Regions from separate parts of the Mus musculus genome. Here region 2 is linked to region 1. Evidence: chromatin contacts called from public HiCAR-type data. All regions are on one chromosome and are shown on one strand. The core of a region is the stretch at or near the end of the contact, and the rest is flanking DNA. Distances in the headings are between cores, read along the strand shown.

What was found. HiCAR-type assays count read pairs that join an accessible place to other places.
Region 2: a HiCAR-type map of astrocytes shows a contact between it and region 1, with 2.7 times the contacts expected there. The contact joins the promoter of Commd1 here to the promoter of Cep68 in region 1. A contact is called at or near these places in 3 of 39 promoter capture datasets (frontonasal cranial neural crest, liver and pre-B cells) and 1 of 115 datasets of contacts at active chromatin or transcription factors (astrocytes).

The regions. Positions count from the first base shown.
Region 1 is chr11:20,245,395-20,250,994 of GRCm38.p6, reverse strand. Cep68 (centrosomal protein 68) reads left to right here and starts at 1,571. Exons shown (of 7, transcript NM_172260.3): 1 at 1,571-1,688.
Region 2 is chr11:22,979,944-22,986,212 of GRCm38.p6, reverse strand. It overlaps Commd1 (COMM domain containing 1), which reads left to right and starts at 3,929. Exons shown (of 3, transcript NM_144514.2): 1 at 3,929-4,134. The coding sequence starts at 3,958.

The DNA of each region.
Region 1 (5,600 bases), core at 322-2,821:
TAATCCCTGAGCACAAGAATCCACCAATCCCTGAGCTCCCCAAGCTCAGGACTTGAAATCCTACCAATCCTCATCCTGGAAATCTCTGTCCTGAAAAGCCCCACCCACTAAGAAACCCTATATAAGCCCTGCTCTTTGTTCAATTCCCTGCTCTCTGCTCCTGGAGCGGAGGTGGCCACCCCTGGATTCATCCCTCCACATTTTGGACCCTCCAATAAATATCTTTTATGAGCTTTGCTGCCTGGTGGTACTCTCTCATCAGAAGCCAAGAAGCAATGAAGAGAAGGAAAGAACAGGAGTGGGGCTGAGCTGGGGATACCCTCCCCCTGGGAGCTGCAACACCTCAGTTAGGAGGCTTCCTCTTAGAGCAGTGTGGTTCCTGGGCTTCTGTGTTTCAGGACGCCCTTCCAACTGAGCAAGAACACTTAGAGAAGGCCGCTGGGCCAAAGTCAAAGAAGAGTACAGAACACATCTGGTTGAGACCATCCAGGTGCTCAATCGCATTACCATATTTACTGCTAAATGACTTCATACGTCCTTTATTTATTTTTTCCTTTAAACAAGTAACTGGATACACGCTGGTAAATGCTACCTACCTATTTGACACATTTCGGTTCTGAATTCCTTTTTAACTTTTTCCTTCTGGGTTGAAGAGAGAATTCAAGGCCTTGCATATAACAATACACTTTTACTTTAAAACACCCAGTATGGGGAAGACTGGGACAAAATCAGGAGTTCAAATTCAGCCTGGGATACGATGAAATTTACACTCACTCTCTCTCTCTCTCTCTCTCTCTCTCTCTCTCTCTCTCTCTCTCTCTCTCCACACACACACACACACACACACACACACACACACACACACACAAAACAAAGCCAAATAAAAAGCTGGGCATGATAGGGTTTGCCTGTACTCCCTGCACTGGGGAAGCCGAGGCAGAAGGAGCACTATGGCCAGGCAGGCCAGCCTGGCAGTTAAGTTTGTGGTCTTAGGTTGGATTAAGTCTCTGTCGTGTTAAGATCAGTCCAGCTCCTTCTCTAAACTTCACAGGCCCAGAACACTGTGGAAGTCCCTTCTCCCACTACTGGTGAGACAGGCTGGGCCTCCTGAGCCTCAGAGTCTCAGGACGGTGGCGAGGGGCCGGGGGTGGGGGGAGGGAGGGAGCTCGACCCACACCTGGTCCCCTCGCCCAACTTCTGCCCGATGCCCAGATTCGGACATGCCCTGGGGGTTCCACACAACGCAAAAGGGGAGCACCAAGCCTGGAACCACCCTCCCAGCCGCGGAGAGCACGTCGACCCAAACACCGCAAGCCTTCGATCCGCGGAGAGCGCGCCTTGCTATCCGCGTGGGCCTGCGTGGACGCCAGGACCGCGAACACCCAGCTGGCACGCGCGTCCGGACAGCGGAGAAAGAAGCTCCGGCCACCCATAGGCCAGGGTCCTGCAGGGGGCGGGTTCCCATGGCAGATACGAGCTGTGGATTGGTGAAGCATCCGAACGGAGAGTTTGGATTGGTTGCTTCATGGGGCGTCCTCCGCGGAGAAGCGGCAAGGGCGGAGGGCGTGGCGGGCGCCTGGCCCTCCCTCCCCAGGAGTGCGGGCGCCCGCGGGAGGCCCCGTCGTCGCCGCCTGGGACCCTGGCCCAGCTACGCGGGTCGCTCGGGACGTGCGGCGGTGTGGAGTGAGGTAAAAAGGCTGTGGCCGGCTCGAGTGTCGCGGCGCCAAGACTCGAGTCGGGGCATTCCCCTCGTGCCCGGGGCTCCGCGTGGGGGACCCTGGGGGAGGCCCGCGGCCTGGAGGGCACAAAGGCTGGCCGCGATGGGGGCGCCTCGCGCGTTCGCCTCCATCTTGCGGACCGTGCCGGGTGGAGGCGAGCGGAGGGGCAGGCTGTGGAGGGCCAGCGCGGCCTGCAGAGCGCGTGGGGCCGCACCTCTGGCAGCCCCATGCAGCTGTGCGCGCGTCGACCTTGGTCGCGGAGAACCGGCGGGTCACAGCCACAGCCGCTCGCGTCTGGACGGCTGCTGCTTCCATGGCCCAGTGAACGCATCCGGAGGAGGAAAGCAAAGCGGCGCACTTTTTATCTCTAAGATCTACCCTTGTCATCTGTCACCTGTTAGCCAGTCTCAGCAGCCCGGGAGCACATGCCCCAAACTTAGTAATTTTATAATTACCATGTTTTATTCAATTAAAAATTAAAAAAATAATAATAAAAGCTAAAAACTCCCAGTGCCCGAGCAGAGTAGACCTTACTGGGAATTGATGGGGTCCGAGACAAGGAAAGAGGTAGTCTGGTATACAGCTTGCGACACTTTTTGCTTTGGGCTTGGTTCAAATACAAGCCACTACTCACCTAGTTCTCTCCAGCGGACTGGGTTAAATTCTGGATCACTTAGGAACAGTGGGTGTAAGGGAACCCAGCTTCACATCATCACAGAAGCTTTTAAAAACTTTTTCCCTACCCCCACAACTGAAAAACATACCCTTCTCTGGGCAGCCCATATGGGCCTGGGTTGGCAATGAAGTGGTTTCCCCGCCCCCTAACAGGATGAAAGGTCTGTAAGGGAAGGAAACCAAAAGAAAACAAGAACAAGTGAAGCCCAACGTTGAGGGAACCGGAACTTTTAAAAGCCTTTAAGTTGTTGGATTATTTTTACAGGTTAAGGAAGCAGCTGGGCTCTCTGAATCAATTCAGACTTTAGTCCCTTTCATACTACTAATTCAGGATAAATTCACGTGTGCCTTAGTTCTCTCATCTATAAAGTGGAATTTAGGCCCCAGCACGACAGGACAAAAAAACATGGCTAGGAAGAGTAATAGTGCCAATTCCAAGGTTTATAAAATACCTAAGATAAGAAGAAATACTTAGACCTACCAGAGCACTCGGGAGAGAGAGGCAGGTGGATCTCTGAGACTGAGCTATATAAACACAGAGACCTGTCTTAAGATGCCCCACCCACCCACCCACCCAGGTACCACTACCAAATATCTGTATAACTCTTGCTTCTTCTGGTGTCTGTCTTTCTGTCTTGAGGCCATCCCTCAAACCTTTTGTGATTGCTGCTCTGACCCCAGAGAGTATTCTTAGATTTATGCTTTTAAAGTCCTTACCCTGTTGTGGCAGGAAGAGGCTCTGAAAATATGTACCAGGCCTTGGGCCACCACTGCCCACCCCTCTGTCAGGGCAGTACCACTACACCACCACTATCCACCCACATGACCACAAAGTTGAAATTTCTTAAAAATTTTAATTTTTTGAACATTTCATATAGGGGCTGGAGAGCTCGCTTAGCAGTTATGTGCACTGGCTGCCGTTCTAGAGGACCCAGGCTCAGTTCCCAACACCAACCTGGCCTCTACAACTTCAGTCCCAGGGGACCCACCCCTCTTCTGACTTCTGTAGGTACAACATACATGTACACAAAAATAAAACCTCAAAGCTAATTCTAAAGAGGAAGTTTTCATATGTGTATGCAGTGTGTGTCGCTTGTATCTGTCCCTCACTATAGCTCTCCTCAGGAATCCCCATCATGTGAAACAGTTATTTTGTGTGGAGGTCAGAGGCAGCATACTGCATGTGGTGGGGAGAGGGCAGTTTGTGAGAACGTGTCTCCTTTCTTCAATCTGTGACCACAGTTTTCCTGATATCCACCCTGCTTGAAGCTAGCCTCAGAGCCAGCTCAAGTCTGTCTTCTCTTTTGTCATTACGGACTTCACTGTTGCCGTCCTGCCTAGCGTGACCTCCACTGTGACACTCCAGAAGCCTTGAAGCTCCAAGCCCTGCTGGGCTCCATCTTCCCACTCGCTCCCTTCCTCTTTCTTGCTTACTAGACATGATCTGCTGCTGGGTATTTATGGCATTTCTCGCTACCTGTGAGTCCTGTGACGTTTCATTGTTGAGGCCCCAAACTGAAAGGGGCATCCCTGCCAGTACAGGTGGCTGTCAGTGGCCATGGGTACACAGACAGCACTTGTCAGAACAGAAATGTTGACAGTTGGGATGCATGCATTTGTTTCCAAGGGAGTTGCTACTTAAAGAATCACACGGGAATTTTTTGTTGTTCAGAGATTTGCTCCTTGGTGAATCATGCATCTATTTGAATGAGTTAGACAGAAGTGAAAGTGCCCCCCCTCCCCAACTTGCCAGTCCTCTCCCATTTGCTCTAAACAGGAATGTGTGGGAAGAAGGCAGGCAGCTGGGATGAGCTTGCTTGAGGGTGACTCAACAGATACCAGGAAAGGTCAGGTGTCCCCTGCTGTTAACATATACACAGTGCTGAACATGGTGATAGCTGATGGGTCAAGTAGCCTTTGCAGGCTCTGAGAACTACCTGAGAGGTTTGAGGGTGAGTTTGTGGTGCTCCCTGGAAGATGCTAGAGGATAAGTAGTCCCTTGAGTAGCAGTTCTGTGCTCTTTCTCATAAAGAGGAGCAGGGTGCAGCGTTTACTTTTTATGCTGGCAATGACTAAACATGGTACATCTGTAAAGGAAAGCTGCATGTGTGGACTGGGGCCTACTCAAGAGAGGTGGTACAAGCATCTGGAAAGGCAGGGCTACCCAAGCCCTTTGGAACCCAAAGTGTTGCATTATGGGTCCCAAATGCCAGCTCCTGTGGAGCTGCAAGAGTTGGTGTTTGCTCTCCTGCGCTTGGTCTTGCTTTGATCGTACTCTTTGCTATCACTGCATTCTTCCCTGTGGGGATGGGAGTGTATATCCTAAACACTCGATGCTGCAAGTATGTAACTTTGGTTTTTTATTGTATAGGAGCTTACACATCAGAGATTTATTGAGTTTCAGAAGAGACTTAGTGGTGGCTATGCTTTTTTTATATGTATATGAGTGTTTTGGCTGTATGTATATCTATGTATGTACCACATGCGAGTCTGATGCCTGAGGAGGCCAGAATAGATAATCAGATCCCTAAAACTGGCATTTCAGGTGGTTGTGAGCCACGATGTAGATGCTGGGAATCAAACCTGGGTCCTCTGGTAGAGTAGTCAGTGCTCTTCACCTCAGAGCCGTCTCTCTAGCCCCCTGCAGTTACATGTTTAATCAGTATTGGATCTGTTAAAGTGTGAGTTTTCTTTTTTATGTTGGACTGAACGTGTTTTCCATTAGTTATCTTGCAATGAACCTATTAGTGGGTGGGGGACAAAAGAAGGAAGGCCATGACTTGACAGTGGTTAAGTGTGTTTGGGTATGGAGTTATGGTTATTATTGTCAGCCCGACAGGATATGGAATCATGTAGGAAACAGTTTTCTGGTGTATCTATACGGATTGTTAGACTTGGTTAATTGAGGTGGGTACCACCCTACCTGTGGCTGGGGCCCCAGAATGGATGATGAGGAAGAATGTGAGCACTGTCTCTCAAGCAGGCATCACTTCATGCGATACTGCACATGCAGTGTCACCAGCAGCCATGGGTCCCCTTCCAGGATTTCCCCGTGGTGGCAGACTGCATTCTTGAACTGTGAGCCAAAGTAAACCGCAGCATCATAGTCACTTTTACAGAGCGGCAAGACGACAGTGCAGGATAGACTGTGATTTAGTAGGCAGATTCATAATCAGATTGTAAACAATTCGATTCTCTGAACTGGGA
Region 2 (6,269 bases), core at 2,680-5,179, 2.7 Mb before region 1:
CTGTGTCCTCTGCAAGAGCAACAAGTGCTCTTAACCAATGAACAATGTTTCCAGCCTCCTAATCACAGATTTTTAGCTTGGTTTTGATACACAGAACAGATCTCTGGCTTGCAGTGACTGTGTAAACTGAAGGAAGAATGTTTCCTTTTGTAACCTTCGCCCATCTTTATTCACATTTAGAAACATCATGCTAACAACAGCAACCGCTTTCCCCTGGAGTTTGGGCTATTACACACCCTTGTTAACTTAAATTCCATGTAACGGTACAAGCACCTGTGTAAGGTTTATACAACACACGTGTGGAGAGCTTTTGGGGCCCACCATCTAGGAACTTGGCAGGACTTTGACATTGGGCTAGGACAAGGAAGTAGGCTCAGGATGAATACAGCTGAGGAGTGTGTTCTTTGTATGGTGATGGGTCTTGTTAAAATCCGGAAACCAGTAATCGTGGGACTTTTGTTTATGCTTTGTGTTTGTTCCTTGACCACATTGTTTATGCCTTAGGACTGACCATACTCTGTGTATGTACTTAGAATGCTATCAAAGCAGACTGGAAAAAACCAACCTGCTGCAGCCTCAGCACTGGCTGAAGTCATGTTATAATGTTGTCTAGTTGTCCTTTCCTTTTCGACCTTCACTCCCTCCCTGGAGGCCCCATTGACTGACTGAGCTGGCTTAGTCAGACACAGCTAGCATTTTGAAGTTTGGGGTATAAAACTCTACCTCCCAATCAATTGTGTTGGGGGCAAAGAGGTTCTTGTGCTCACAGATAAGCACCAGGGAAACCAGGAGTGTTAAACACAAAGGTTTGTTTCTTCAAAGAAAGAGATATACCATGTTTTCTGTTCAGAAGGCTGGGGTGGCTAGTAGCCTTGGTGACCTCTGCGCTGTCTGTATGGCCAGGGCACATCTGGCTCGCCCAGACTTTTATGTTTATCTTAGTCATTCTCCCTAGACCCTTTTCATGAGTGCTGTTTCTCTGTCAGCAGAACCTATCTTTATGGAAGAGGTCACATGTACTTTGAAAAGACTTTCAATGTAAGCATATCTTAAGTTTCACTGTACACAGAGGAGTGACTTAATTATTATCAGAAAACTCTTTTCCAAAATTGTGCTCTGGTTAAATATGTCTGAAGTAAACTGCCCTGTGTCAGACTCCTGAAGTTTAAACCAACACCAGTTCCCGAGGTGTAGTCAGTGGGGTTTCCTTCTTGCCTCAAGCGATTGATGCTTTGCTGGCTAAGGTGTTTTTAGAGACACCCACTCCCCCTCCACATACACATACGTAGATTTTTAGGTTTTTTTGTTCGTTTGCTTGCTTGTTTTGTTTTTTGAGACAGAATCTCATGTGCCTAGGAGTGCAAAGAGGCCAGTATATAATAAACCTCTGCCTGGCCTGGAGCTCCCTATGTAGCCCAGCCTGTCTTCAAATTTACAACTGCCTATTTCTACCTCCTGAAGGATGGGATAAAGACATGTGCCACCATACCTGGATTAATAAGGTTTTTTTCAAGATTTATTTATTATTATACATAAGTACACTGTAGCTGACTTCAGACGCACCAGAAGAGGGCGTCAGATCTCATTACCGGTGGTTGTGAGCCACCATGTGGTTGCTGGGATTTGAACTCAGGACCTTTGGAAGGGCAGTCAGTGCTCTTACCTGCTGAGCCATCTTGTTAGCCCCGATCAATAAGGTTTATATCGACATTTTAGACCTAATTAAAACAATTTTTAAAAATAGCCACTGTTTGTGTACTCAAGTCCTCAACACAGTATGAGTTATATATGAAATGAATCTCTGGTCTTTCATATGGATATTTAAAAATTAAAGCAAATTCACTGGAGCTGGAGATGTTGCTTAGTGGTAGAACACCTGCCTAGAACACACATAGCCTTGTGTCTAATCCTCTCAAAACACAACTAAAGTAAAAACTTAAGGGTTCTTTGGAAAGTCAGCTGGGTGGTGCTTTGCTGGAACAAACATGTGAAGGAATGTTTAGCTGAAGCAGACACAGGAGAGGGGATGTTTTACATAAACAAACACATGAAAAGACACACGATAAAAGATTATTTACTAACAATACACATACATTGGTCTGCCTTATATTATATAGTTGAGCTACATTTGTCGGAATGCCATAGAGAGAAAGGTACCAAAAAACTTTTAGTGGTGTACTATAGTTTGTGAGCTGATTGGGTGTGTGTGCTGAGGCAAGAGCTGTGCTCTAGGTGAGACACATGGAGGACACGTGATGTTTGGAGGGCATAAACAGGACTCCAGAGACAGAGCCTGACTTGCTGATGCAGCTAGCTATACAGAACAACCTCTCCCCAAACCTCAAATCCACATCTTTTATGGAGCCACAGTTCCAAACACATCTCCTTAAAAAAAGATGGAGGCATTTGGCTGCCTTGCATGCCTCCTCACCAGTGACATAGCTGTGCTTAAACACACTGCAGTTCATAGTCTATTATACCATTTTCCTTTATTTTAATTTTTTTTTTTTTTTTTTTTGGTTTTTCAAGACAAGGTTTCTCTGTGTAATCCAGGCTGGCCTCACACTCAGAGAATGCCTCTGCCTCCCAAGTTCAGGGATTAAAACCCAGTATGCTATTTTTATTTATTTATTTTGGTCTTTTTGAGACAGGGTTTCTCTGTATAGCCCTGGCTGTCCTGGAACTCACCTTGTAGACCAGGCTGGCCTCGAACTCAGAAAACTGCCTGCCTCTGCCTCCTGAGTGCAGGGATTAAAGGTGTGTGCCACTATGCCCGGGTTTTTATTTTAAATTACAATTAGCTTATACTAATTTTTCCAATTGGGAGCTAATTTACATATTGCAAAACTGTCTTTTAGTGTATACAATTCACTGTGCTTTGGTAAAGGACAAAGCCGTGTAGTTATCACCAGTGGCTGCTCATAGGCATTTTCATCATCTGAAAACAGACTTTGTACCCATTATGTCATTTCCTATTCTTCCCTCCTTCAGTCCTTGACAACTGGATTTTTGTATGGATTTGCTTAATTTAGCAGTAAATAAGATTGTCCAGTTGTCTTTCATGTCTGGCTTCATTCGTTTCACGCATTTTTTTTCTTTTTTTCTTTTTAATTATGTAGGCCTGTCTGTGCACATGAGTACATTGCTGGTGGAAGCTTTCAATTTCTGAGGTTGGAGTTACAGGAGGTTGTAAGTCGCCTAAAGCGAGTGCTGGAAACTGAACTTTGGTCCGCTACAGGAATAGTATACATTCTTAACCATTGAATCTGTCCAGCCCTCATTTAGCACATTTTAAAGGTTCACCTATATTATAGTATCATGCTACACGCTTATTATAGCTGAATATAAGTAAGGGTTTTTTTTTGGGTAATTATGTAGATAAGTATTTACTAATGCGATTCCACTTTAAGAATGAAAATAAGGCTTTGAAAAATAGTGGTTATAGAAATGGAGACCAGACTACTGATAATGGCTAGAAAGACAACGTACGGGTATACACAAAGGAATTAATGCAAGCAAAGAGATCATGTCCTCATGAAGTAGCTACATTTGGGGGGCGTGGGGAAAAGATTATAGAGCTTAGAACTGAGTAGTAGGCACTGCTCATTTAATTGCAAGCTGTAGAATGAGATACAGCCATCGAAGAATTAAGGTGGCATTCTTACGGAGTTACAGTTAGGTATCTCCAGCCAGCGATCGTTCCTTTGAGTGCGCATTTGCACATCGGAGTGAAGAAGGAAACAACAAAAACACAGTGACTCTAAAGGAAACTGAGTGGATTTGGCTGTGGTGGAAGTAGTGGATGTGTGTGGCAGAGCAAACGAGAGAACTGTTTATATCGACTAGTGGAGGAACCCGGCATCGCGTTCCGTGGCTGCCTTTGCCAGCTTTTATGGCCCTTCTCGGCCCCCGTAGCGGACCGGAGCTCAGCCGCTGGGCGGCAGGCCCTCCTTAGCCATGGCGGGCGATCTGGAGGGTGGCAAGTCCCTGAGCGGGCTGCTGAGCGGCCTAGCGCAGAACGCCTTTCACGGACACTCGGGTGTCACGGAGGAGCTGCTGCACAGCCAACTCTATCCGGAAGTGCCACCGGAGGAGTTCCGCCCCTTCCTGGCGAAGATGAGAGGACTTCTCAAGGTACGGTGGTTCCGCCGAGCAGCCCTGCCCTCCTCGCAGCCTCAGGCCCGCCCCCAGCCTCGGGTGCTGCTGTCTTTGGGCGCTCAGCGACCCTCCTGAGCCGTGGAGGTCGCTCTGTTGCGCCCTTGTTTTAGGGACACATAACGGTGAAAACATTGATTTTTTTTTCTCTCCCTCAAGACTTTCTGTGTCTGTAGTATAGATAAGTTTCGAGTTTTTTTCGCCTCGGACTTTGATGTTGCACCGGGCGTTGTAGTGCACTCCTTTAATCTGTGCACTTGGAGAGGCAGAGGCTGGCAGAGAGTTGTGTGAGTTCGAGGCCAGCCTGTTGCACAGAGTTCCAGGGCAGTCAGGGCAATGTGGTGAGACCCTTGTTTAAAGAGAGCGAGAGCGTGCTTGCCAGCTTTCCTGGGTTGTGGAAGTTGGGGAGCGTTAGCATGAGGTGGTTGGTGAGATAAAGGATTGATTAACTGGAGTAAACACCATTAAAGCAGTCGACTCTATGATTTCCAAATGGAACGAAGTATACATCAGACTGTCTCATGAAAACTATTAGAGGGCAACATAACAGGTGAAATTAACTAAAAAGATTTATTTTTATTTTATGTGTATGGGTGCGGTGCCTGCATGTGCACTGGTGGTTGGAACGGTTATAGGCCACCACATGGGTGCTGGAAACCCGGGTCTTCCTCAAGAGCATTATTAGGGCTCTTCTAAGCAGTCTCTCCAGTCCCCCATTCCACCTGGGGTTTGAGATAGGATCTCTTGTAGCCCAGACTAGCCTTGAACTCACGTGTAGTTGATCCACCTTCCACTTCCCAAGTGTTAGAATTTCAAGCAGCTACCACCATCTCCTGCTGTGACCTCTGTGTGTGTGGGTGGCATGGGGTGGGGTACCTTGCACTATCTCACTCTGTGTGGGGGGTGGCGTGTGGGGGGATACCTTGCACTATCACTCTCTACCTATCTTTCCAGACAGAGTCTCTCTCTCACTGTACCTGGAATCCAGTCTCACTGACTGGCTAGAGCAGCCAAGAACTCAAGAGATCTGCTTGTATTTGCTCTCCCAGAGCTTGGGTTACAGAAATAGGGGACCATGCCCAGCCTTTTCATGGGTGCTGGAGAATCAGAACCAGGCCCTAATTGAGCTATCTGCCCAGCTGGCAGCTGGTTCCTGTGACTTTTTTTTTTTTTTCCCCTTGGGTAAGCTGTTATAACTAAAGTGTATTCAAGGTATCTATCATTTATGTAATTACTATTCAATGTATTGTTTTCACAAAGTCTTTATTTTCTGTGTATTGAAGTTTTGCCTGCATGTGTATCTCTGAATGTGTTGGAACTTCTGATGCTGGCGTTACAGACAGTGGTGATCTGTCATGGGGATGCTGGGAATTGAATCTGAATTCTCTGAAAGAATGGCCAGTACACTTAACTGCTGAGCCATCTCTCCAGCTCCTTCACAAAGTCTTTAAAATATGATGTGCATTTTACATTTAAAACATTTTAGTTGCAACTAGCCACATTCGAAATGGTTAAAGTGGCCATATGTGGCTAATGACCACTGTATTAATTCTGATTACAAGCCATGTGGCAGCTTACTCTAGTCTGTCACTCCAGTTCTAGATCTAGCACCTTCTGGTCTTCATGGCCTCAGCTACTCATACAGTGCACTTATATATATGCAGGCAGGCCACTCATACACATAAAATAAAAATCAATACACCTTTAAAAGGTGAAGTGGATGGTGAGGGAGGCAACTCCCTAGGAAAACGCTTGCCGTGAGAGTAGGAAGCCCTGAGTTGGATCCCGGTTCTCAGATAAATGACAGGCATGTTTGGAACCCGGCATTTGTGAGGTGGAAAAAGGCAGATGTTTAGACTTCACTGGCCAGTCGGCCAGCCTAGCCAATTAGTGAGCTCTGGGTTCCGTGAGACCTTGTGCTAGAATTTAAAAATAGGGTTGCGGGCCAGCGAGAGCTTAGCAGGTGAAGCCACTTGCTGTTAAGCTTGACAATCGAAGTCCCTGGAACCCACATGGGAGAAAGAGAGAATTAACTGTGGCAACTTATCCCCTGGCCTACACAATCACTTTTTTTTTTTTTTTTTAAAGAAAAAGCTGGAGAGTGGTAAAGCAGG